2 separate regions of the Zea mays genome follow, and region 2 is linked to region 1. The links are chromatin contacts, called in public Hi-C maps. All regions are on one chromosome and are shown on one strand. Each heading gives the region's core, a stretch centred on a gene start, on an enhancer-like site or on the middle of the called end of the contact. The rest is flanking DNA. Distances are from core to core; before and after follow the strand shown. Region 1 holds the start of LOC100194084. Region 2 holds the start of LOC541991 (glutathione transferase 6).

Evidence for each region. Hi-C and Micro-C count contacts between places; a contact is called where the count stands out from the background.
Region 2: a contact with region 1 is called in a Hi-C map of leaf, with 2.3 times the contacts expected there. The contact joins the promoter of LOC541991 here to the promoter of LOC100194084 in region 1. A contact is called at or near these places in 8 of 25 Hi-C or Micro-C datasets (bundle sheath, ear, leaf and 2 more).

Annotation. Positions count from the first base shown.
Region 1 is chr7:5,573,519-5,578,301 of Zm-B73-REFERENCE-NAM-5.0, forward strand. LOC100194084 reads left to right here and starts at 3,160. Exons shown (of 7, transcript NM_001367045.1): 1 at 3,160-3,318; 2 at 3,410-3,659; 3 at 3,781-3,933; 4 at 4,020-4,125; 5 at 4,203-4,317. The coding sequence starts at 3,274. It overlaps LOC100501657, which reads left to right and starts at 453. Exons shown (of 4, transcript NM_001323549.1): 1 at 453-695; 2 at 1,003-1,073; 3 at 1,177-1,620; 4 at 1,713-2,967. The coding sequence starts at 563. The coding sequence ends at 2,822.
Region 2 is chr7:5,738,698-5,743,040 of Zm-B73-REFERENCE-NAM-5.0, forward strand. It overlaps LOC541991 (glutathione transferase 6), which reads right to left and starts at 2,791. Exons shown (of 2, transcript NM_001153314.1): 1 at 2,286-2,791; 2 at 1-186. The coding sequence starts at 2,609. It also overlaps the pseudogene LOC109940828.

The DNA.
Region 1 (4,783 bases), core at 1,910-4,409:
TAAAAAAAAAATCAATACATATTGTATCGTCGATGGTCTAATGATAAAATTGAAAAGGTGCAGTGCAGGCTAATGTACTCTGCCAGGGAACAGGTGCAGCCTAAAGTACTCACACTTCTGCCCGGAATTGCTTGGGCGGGGGGCGGCAGCAAATATGAGATGCCTTCTCCGATTAATATACAGTGGACTACTCTATTACAGCAGTAATACCGATCGGTGGCTGTTATTTTCCCTCTAATCATCATCAGAGCGTCACCATCGCTCACGCGCGCGCGCAGTCAAAGCTGCAAGTCGACAGCACGCGCACTTGGAGTCAATTCGGCGGCCCCGGAATCTTCTCGTTTTATCAGCCTCTCTCTGTAACAATCCACACGCAACAAGACAGACGATGCTCCACGTAGTATATACAACACGCGCATACCAGTCTAAACTCGAAGCCCTGATTGGGAGCTCAGCTGATTGAGCAGTCCAAGAACCAAAGGATAAGGTGGGTGGGGGGACCGCCGGAGCCGGGAGGGACGAGAAGCGAGCGAGGTGCCGTCGTCAGCTAGCACTAGCAGCCATGGAAGGCGGCGCGCACGAGTTCGACGGCTCCACCTTCAAGGAGTGCTTCTCCCTCTCGTGGAGGAACCCCTACGTCCTCCGCCTCGCCTTCTCCGCCGGCATCGGCGGCCTGCTCTTCGGCTACGACACCGGTGCGTTGCGACTGCGTGCGCGTCCTTCTTCCTGCCTGTGCTGTGTGTCACTGTAGTGTAGTTCCATTTCTTCACCCGCCATATCCAGCTCAAAGAAAGATGGGCCCTATAGGAGTTCGGATGATGATCGTGTCCAGCTAGATGATATGGCTAGCTAGCTATTGGTGACCGAACTGTGTTTAATTTCCTGTTAGCGTCTGCTAGCTGGAAAAGTGTTCGACGATATCGTACGTGTTATTAGTGAGCAAGTGACCAGTGACGTGAGCTCCGCTTCCGTGTCTGTGCGTGCGTGTGATGAGTGCTGCAGGTGTCATTTCGGGAGCTCTGCTCTACATCCGCGACGACTTCGTTTCAGTGGACAGGAACACATGGCTTCAGGTAAGAAGAGCCAAAAGAACAACAAGGAAAAGGATCAGTCTCGTCCGATGGGCGCCGAGAAACAACAAACAACGCTGACTGATGACCGCGCCATGCCATGCAGGAAATGATCGTGAGCATGGCGGTGGCCGGCGCGATCATCGGCGCGGCCATCGGCGGGTGGACCACGGACCGGTTCGGGCGGCGGGCGTCGATCCTGGTGGCCGACTCCCTCTTCTTCGCGGGCGCGGCGGTGATGGCGTCGGCCACGCGCCCCGCGCAGCTCGTGGTGGGCCGCGTCTTCGTCGGCCTCGGCGTCGGCATGGCCTCCATGACCTCCCCGCTCTACATCTCCGAGGCGTCGCCCGCCAGGATCCGCGGCGCGCTCGTCAGCACCAACGGCTTCCTCATCACCGGCGGCCAGTTCCTGGCCTACCTCATCAACCTCGCCTTCACCAAGGCGCCGGGGACGTGGAGGTGGATGCTCGGCGTCGCCGCGCTCCCCGCCGTCGTCCAGTTCGGCCTCATGCTCGCACTGCCTGAATCCCCGCGCTGGCTCTACAGACAGGTATCCATCCATCCAATTCGCCTACTCTTCTTTTCTTCTGTCCATTTTTTTTTTGGTTGGCTACGAGCCTACGACGAACTGGAATGAAACAGGGGAGGGCGGAAGAAGCAGAGGCGATCCTGCGGCGGATCTACTCGGCGGAGGAGGTGGAGCGGGAGATCGAGGAGCTGAAGGAGTCGGTGGCGGCGGAGCGTGGGTCGTCGGAGAAGCTGAGCCTGGTGGCGCTGGTGCGGACGGCGACGGTGCGCCGGGGGCTGGTGGCCGGCGTGGGGCTGCAGGTGTTCCAGCAGCTGGTGGGCATCAACACGGTGATGTACTACAGCCCGACGATCGTGCAGCTGGCTGGGTTCGCGTCCAACCAGACGGCGCTGGCGCTGTCGCTCGTCACCTCGGGCCTCAACGCGCTCGGCTCCGTCGTCAGCATCTACTTCATCGACCGCACGGGGCGGAGGAAGCTGCTGGTCATCAGCCTCGTGGGCGTCATCCTCTCGCTCGGCGTGCTCACGGCCGTGTTCCACGAGACCGCGTCCCACTCCCCGGCCGTGAGCGCCACCGAGACCGCTCGCTTCGACGCCTCGCTGACGTGTCCGTCCTACCGCCCGTCGTCGCCGGCCAGCGGCGGGGCGTCCTGGGACTGCACCCGGTGCCTCAAGGCGGCCGCGGGTTCGAGCGAGTGCGGCTTCTGCGCGTCGGGCGCCGGCAGGCTCCTCCCGGGCGCGTGCCTGGTGTCCAACAACACGGTGCGCGACGCGTGCCACGGCGAGGGCCGGCTGTGGTACACCCGCGGGTGCCCGAGCCGGTACGGCTGGCTGGCGCTGCTGGGCCTGGCGCTCTACATCATCTTCTTCTCCCCCGGCATGGGCACGGTGCCGTGGATCGTCAACTCGGAGATCTACCCGCTGCGGTACCGCGGCGTGTGTGGCGGCGCGGCGGCCACCGCCAACTGGGTGTCCAACCTGGCCGTGGCGCAGTCGTTCCTGTCGCTGACGGAGGCCATCGGGACGTCGTGGACGTTCCTCATCTTCGGGGGCCTGTCCGTGGCCGCGCTCGCCTTCGTGCTCGTCTGCGTGCCGGAAACCAAGGGTCTCCCGATCGAGGAGGTGGAGAAGATGCTCGAGCGCCGGGAGCTCAGGCTCAGGTTCTGGGCCCCGCGACACACACAAGACAACGGCAAGGAGAGTGGCAAGAATGCCGGCGTTTGAGACTGTTTGCTCCAATTTCTACGCTAAAATTGTTGTTCACAATCTACGCTAGAATTATGGTACAAACTGGAAGAAAGTGTATTAGTTTCTAATGCCTAAATTCGGTTATCTGATTCTTTTTGAGGAAATTGAATCTTGTTGAGACAAGTCGGTATTATTATTAAATTGAAGAAAAGAGAAGTAAAAAGAAGACTGAGACACCTTCGTCCAAGCCCAAAAGGCCTCTAAATTGTGCCTTACATATATGGCCCAACAGACAGCCAGGCCCAGGTAAGCTTCCTCTACTTCGGTGGCGCCAACACGCAACACCCAATCCGCCCAAGCGCGCGCGCAAATTCCACACTCTCCTCGACCCTCGATTCGTTCCCGCCGCCAACCAAGCGACGTCTCCTCTTCCACGCATCCTAGGGCGGCGACACCTGCCAAGAACACCCGTCGCCGCGCTCTCCCGATGGCGACCAGCGACGAGCTCGCCCAGATCGACATCTCTAAGGAGGTACGCAACGTCATGCCGCGTCGACCCTCCGCGCTGCGGAACGCCCACCCGCGAGGTGTTCGACGGTTTGTCTGACCCACCCTTCCTGCAGGAGAAGGACAAGCTGGTGGCGGAGGTGATGCGCTACGTGCTCTTCAAGACGCACCAGAGCTCCGACTGCCCCATCAAGCGGGAGGAGCTCACCGGGATCATCACCAAGAACTACCGCCAGCGCGCGCTGCCCACGCTGGTCATCAACGAGGCCAAGGAGAGGCTCGCCGCAACCTTCGGCTACGAGATGAGGGAGCTACAAAGGACCCGCGCGCCGGCCACGCGCTCTGGCCGGCCGGCACAGCGGCAGTGTAAGGCGTCCTTTTTTTCTCTCTCTCTCGTTTATTATTATTTTGTTCCTTTCCTCTGTATGTCAACCACAGCGGTTACGGGCTGGCAATGACTGGTAGAATGTGTGGGAAATGTCTTTAGTTAACGCGGATGCCAAGAGCTATGTTCTGGTCAGCATGTTAGACCCTGAGGTGTACAGCAAGTACGTCGAGGACAAGGCCGCCGCCCATCTGTCCGGCTTCGCTTTCGCTGTCATTGGCATTATTCATCTTGCTGGTGGCAAAATGCCCGAAGGTAAGGAAAAGGGGATCAAAACATATCCTTTGGTTAGGAAAACATCCTCCTCTGATGTTCCCAAGTTCTTTCGGATCCCATTTTAGAGGACCTCTGGCATCAGTTGAAGCGGGTGGGTTTGAACGAGACTGATGAAGCTCACCTTGTTCTTGGCAACAATAAGCAGGCGCTCGAACACCTAGTGCAGCAAAGGTTGGTCCCGGTGCGCGCTCTGGAAGCTGTAGTCCATTGCAAAGAATTCGGTTGCTTCATCGGTTCCATTGATGCAGGTACTTGCTGAAGGAGAAAATTGCTGGACCGGAAGGTCATTTCGTGATGTACGAGCTTGCCGAGAGGGCGTTGGATGAATCCATCAGCGTGAAGATTAAAGATCATATTTCACAGGTCTGTAAGCATCACAATGTGGCGATAGCATTGCACCTTTCAGTCTGTTAAGACTGCTGACTTTTCCACGGTAATAAGTAGCAACAATGACGATAATGTGTCAGGATCATAATAACAGCCATATAAACCATCATGATTAAATGCGATCCCTGTTGATTGTACAATTAGCTGTGTATGCTGCATGTTTATTCTTAAACCAACCTACTCGTGATTAAGAGCGCCATGCCCTGTGGATTTGTTGCCTTTTCTATCATTGGAGAAGTTGGTTGGCATTAATTTTCGTCAGTCATGTGTATGCCAAGGAGGTTGCCTGTATTTGTTCCATAATCTTCTTTGAAAGATGAAATAAAACTGCAAGCAATTGTGGTTAAAAAAAACATTTCACTTCTGATAACAAGCGGCATAGAAGCCAATCAACAGTAGGGGAACCTGACGTCCTGAATGCATTGGTAAACACTGTGAAATC
Region 2 (4,343 bases), core at 1,541-4,040, 160 kb after region 1:
GTAGGCGAGGAACCAGGACGTGAAGGGCACCAGAGCCACGTCCACGAAGCCGAGGGCGCCGCCGCCGAAGAAGGGCTTGTCGGCGAGCTCCCCCTCCAGGGTCTCCAGGACCTCCACCAGGTCCTTCTTCGCCTGCTCCCGCGCCTCGCCCTCGAACTTCCACAGCCGAGTCTGGCTGTCATAGATCTGACGACGATAACCAACGTAAAGATTATTTTACTGTGGCTGTCGACCAGAATTACTGTAGAAGGAGATGTCTTTTTGCTTTGGAGGAGGATGTCTCACAAATCCTTACAGTAAAGTAATTAATGTGGCAGATAAATGGTCCTGACTTTGTTTAGTCCAGCTTATGAATTATCATAATCTAGGTATCTAGGTTATATAATTTATCTAATAATATGTTGTTTGTTTATCTCTCTACTTATGCCCTATTTGAGAGGGCTCCGGCTCCTCTGAAAACGGCTCCGGCTCTAACTCCTTTAAAAGAGTAGCTCTTCCGTAGAAGACTGTGTCTTTTACAAATCGTTTGGCAAAACGGCTCCTCATGTATTTTTTGATTTGGTGTATCGATTTGAACCTTTTGAGGCTAATCAAAAAATTATAGATCAATGGTTTGAGTTGTCCTAAAGCTAAACTGAAACCGAAATAATAGGAACTGAGCGGAACTGAAACTGAGACAACAGTGACAACGTCAAACTATTGCAGCACCAAACTTTTGCAGAGGGAGGGCGTCAAACTATTGCAGGATTCATCAAACAAAAAGACAGCTTCACATAAGTGGTGAAATGAAAATAATGCAACCAAACTGCAACCTTCACCAAACCATTGATCTAGAACTGCTACTTAACTACTTAGCAGGTTAAGTAGCAGGATCTTTTTTTTAAACTACTTAGCAGGTTAAGTAGCAGGATTTTTTTTTTGCTTCATTCAGGCTTTCTTCAGGCGTCAAACTATTACCAAACTGAAACCAAACTACGAACTCGTGGAAGAGAAACGACCGTGGATTGTGGAGTGCGACAAGAAAGACTCGTAGGCCAGAAAAGCACGATGGCGGATGGCCCAAACTGCGCAGTTTCGCGCTCGTATGCGGAGCGGAGCCGTGCACAGCCAAAATTTTGGGCTCTAGAGCCATTTTTTGGCGCTGCGTTCAGAAGGGCTGTGGCAAGGAGCTGAAGCCGGAGCCGTCCGGGAGCCCTCCTAAACGAGGCTTTATTTAAGCTAGATTATATAATTTATAGGATAAACAAATAGAGCCTCACTCCAAAAAATACGACGGTGACGCTTGCAAGCACCGATGTGCTAATAAATAATTGGACCTAAGTAGAGATAGCAATGGCCCCATCCACGATTCCTCAGGAAATTCCTTCATCATGGGATAGAGATGTAAACCGGAAATTTCTCCCCTTCGACGGATAAACGGGAACGAGAAAGCATTCCTCATCCCTATTCTCCACGAAGACCCGTTAAACTGGCATATAACGATATTTTCGTGTACTAGTTAATGATAAAAATAAATAATTATCTTACCAAGAGATCACTTATCGTACAAATGTGTTCATTTTGTACACATAGTGATTTCTTATATCTACAATATATATAAGTGACAATGTTTTGTATTGATAATAAATATAATTTAAGTGAGAATGAGGATCACACTGTTGGAGATTTATTCTTATGGAGAACGGAGATGGTGAATAAATGTCTCTCGTAAGCATTCGTAGGGATCTTCGCCAAAAAAAAAATTCGTGGCGCACTTACACTCGTAGTAAAGCAGCGATCTTTCGCACAGGATATATGTTTATTGTTCCGAAACATTGCTGAAGTGGCAAGGCACCTATAGTTGTTGCACCAATTTTCCAACTAACTAGCACTAGTGTACCTAATAAAAGTTAGAAAGGTGACTGCTTTACAGCTTATTTTGTCATATTCCTAAATTTAAATCATTTCCAAGCAATTGTGGGCCTGGTGGTCCATTTTAGTCCTTAAATTTTATGTATATATTCAAATGTATGTATGCTAATAAATCTCTCTATATATAACACATATATATACTAAATATTGTATTGTATGAATATATTAAAATGCTAAAACGGTTAATATTTTAGGACGGAATAATTATTTAGTAATGGATCTAACGATGGATTTACCACCCTAGTTAGATTTTCGATCGATAGAAACCGAAGCAAGAATCTTTTTTTTTTTGTGAGAAAATCATCTTACAAGACAACTGAAAGGAGACAAGAGACATGCATGCGTATAGAAACCGACAAGCAGGAAGCAGTCACCTTCTTGTCGATGTAATCGGCCCAGAAACGCGCCTGCGCGCGGGCGTAGGGGTCGTCCTTGGGGAGGAGCGGCGCGACGTCCGGCCAGGCCTCGTCGATGTACTGGAGGATGACGAGCGACTCGCAGACGGGCCTGCCGGCGTGGAGCAGGACGGGGATCTTCTTGTGGATGGGGTTGGAGCGGAGGAGCAGCTCGCCCTTGTCCAGGAGGTCCTGCTCGCGGTACTCGTAGGCCACGCCCTTCTCCGCCAGCGCGATCCGGCAGCGCTGCCCGAAGGGGCTCACCCAGAAGTCCAGCAGCACGACCTCCGCCGCCGCCGCCATTGCCACCAGCTGCTCGGTCGATCGGCCTCGAAGCGACGTGGCTGGTAGGGCGAAGGCGTTGGAAATGCCGAAATGGATTAGAGGGTTTGGTTGATCCTTTTCGCCTGAAGTGAAGAGGGAGATTTATGGAGGCAGGCGATCGTGCCGAGGGTTTGTTCGGCCGGCCACCTGTGGTCATCAGTGACGACAGCTACTTTGGTTTTTGGTATACTACAGTCTCGACCGAGAAGGGTCCTTTATTTTGATCTCGTTACCTACTGCGACCACTTTTGTGAAGGGTATTATTCTGATTTGAATACCCAAACTTATTAGACATTTTTGGACCAAATTTAGTCAAATTCTGTGCACATTCTGGGCTCAAAATTTAGTATCAGTTACACAGCAGACAGCACTTCACTAATGAACTACTTTCTCAAGAATAAATATGAGAGCATACCATTTGATTATAATGGTAAGGGCAAGGTAAAGGGACTTGAAAAGATTCCAATGTCTAGTAGCATGAGTATATACAATCCGGGGCGTCTGTTGGACACTACATGTGTAGCTGTGTTAGCATCATGCACAGTCCCGGGCTATCTGGCCCCAGCAATTCGAAGAGTGGCACTGTGGCGGCACACCCTCTACGGTGCGTCCTGCCACGGTCTTTGTGGCAACATGGACAATACTCACCATGGTCTGTCATGTCTCGGGTCGTCCACTCTGTATGCCACTATGTCTAACCGTCTGGTCATCCATGACGTACGATACAACTTCCCAGGTCTCCTGTGGTGGTAGATCCAACGACGAGAACCATAACGCGAAATCCAAACTGGGTGGAAGCATGCAGACGGATTGTGAAGCAGAGGATGGAGGGAACGGGGCGTGTGCGTGCAACCAGATCGGGAGGGAAGGTTGGAGGGGACAGGGCGGGGGCGTGTTGTTGGATCGCCAGCAGATGGAGTGGTGGCGAGAAAGAAGCTAACCGGTGAAATTTCCCGTGAAGAGCGCAATCCCCTGTTTGTTTCAGCTTTTTGCAGCTTCTGGCCACTAAAAGCTGTTGCGGACTGTCAAACGCTCAGCTTTTCAGCCAGCTTCTATACAATTCGTTTGGGCAAAAACCATTCAAAATCAACGTAAACACATAATCGGTTGAGTCATTGCAATAGTAGGAATCCGTCACAGCCAGATTATCTTCCTCCGCACGTAATCCTAATGATACTCAGATTCTCTATACAGCTAGATTCTCCTCACAGCCAGATTTTCAGAAAAGTTGGTCAGAAAAAAGCTCAACCAAATATGCTATTATTTATCGCGTCGACCAGGCCAAGGCCAGACTCAACAGGCCTGGTGGAGGAGGAGGGAAGAGAGAGGAGGAGGACAGGATAGCCATGTCAAGTTCGTCGCCACTTCCCCTCCCCTGTCTCATGTAGCCCTAGATCCTCATTGTGCGCACAGTTTCTCGATAGGAGTACTCGAGTCGGCTTGAAACCTAGCGCTCACCAAGATTTCGAGTGATTGGTACCTTGGGAGGTCGCAGGGACCCGATTTCTCATGCAACCTGAGAGGGGGCGTCGGTCGGGCTCCTTTTTACCCCTCTCCCCCATGGTGGAGGGGTGATGTTCAGTAGCGAATTCAGCTCGTGTTCATTACACAACCTAAAAGCTCCAATCAAATGAAAGTCCAGGCATAGCATCTCCAACGAGGAGCTCTATTTCCCTAAAAATGTTTAGGGCTTCAATTAAAATTTTCACTCCA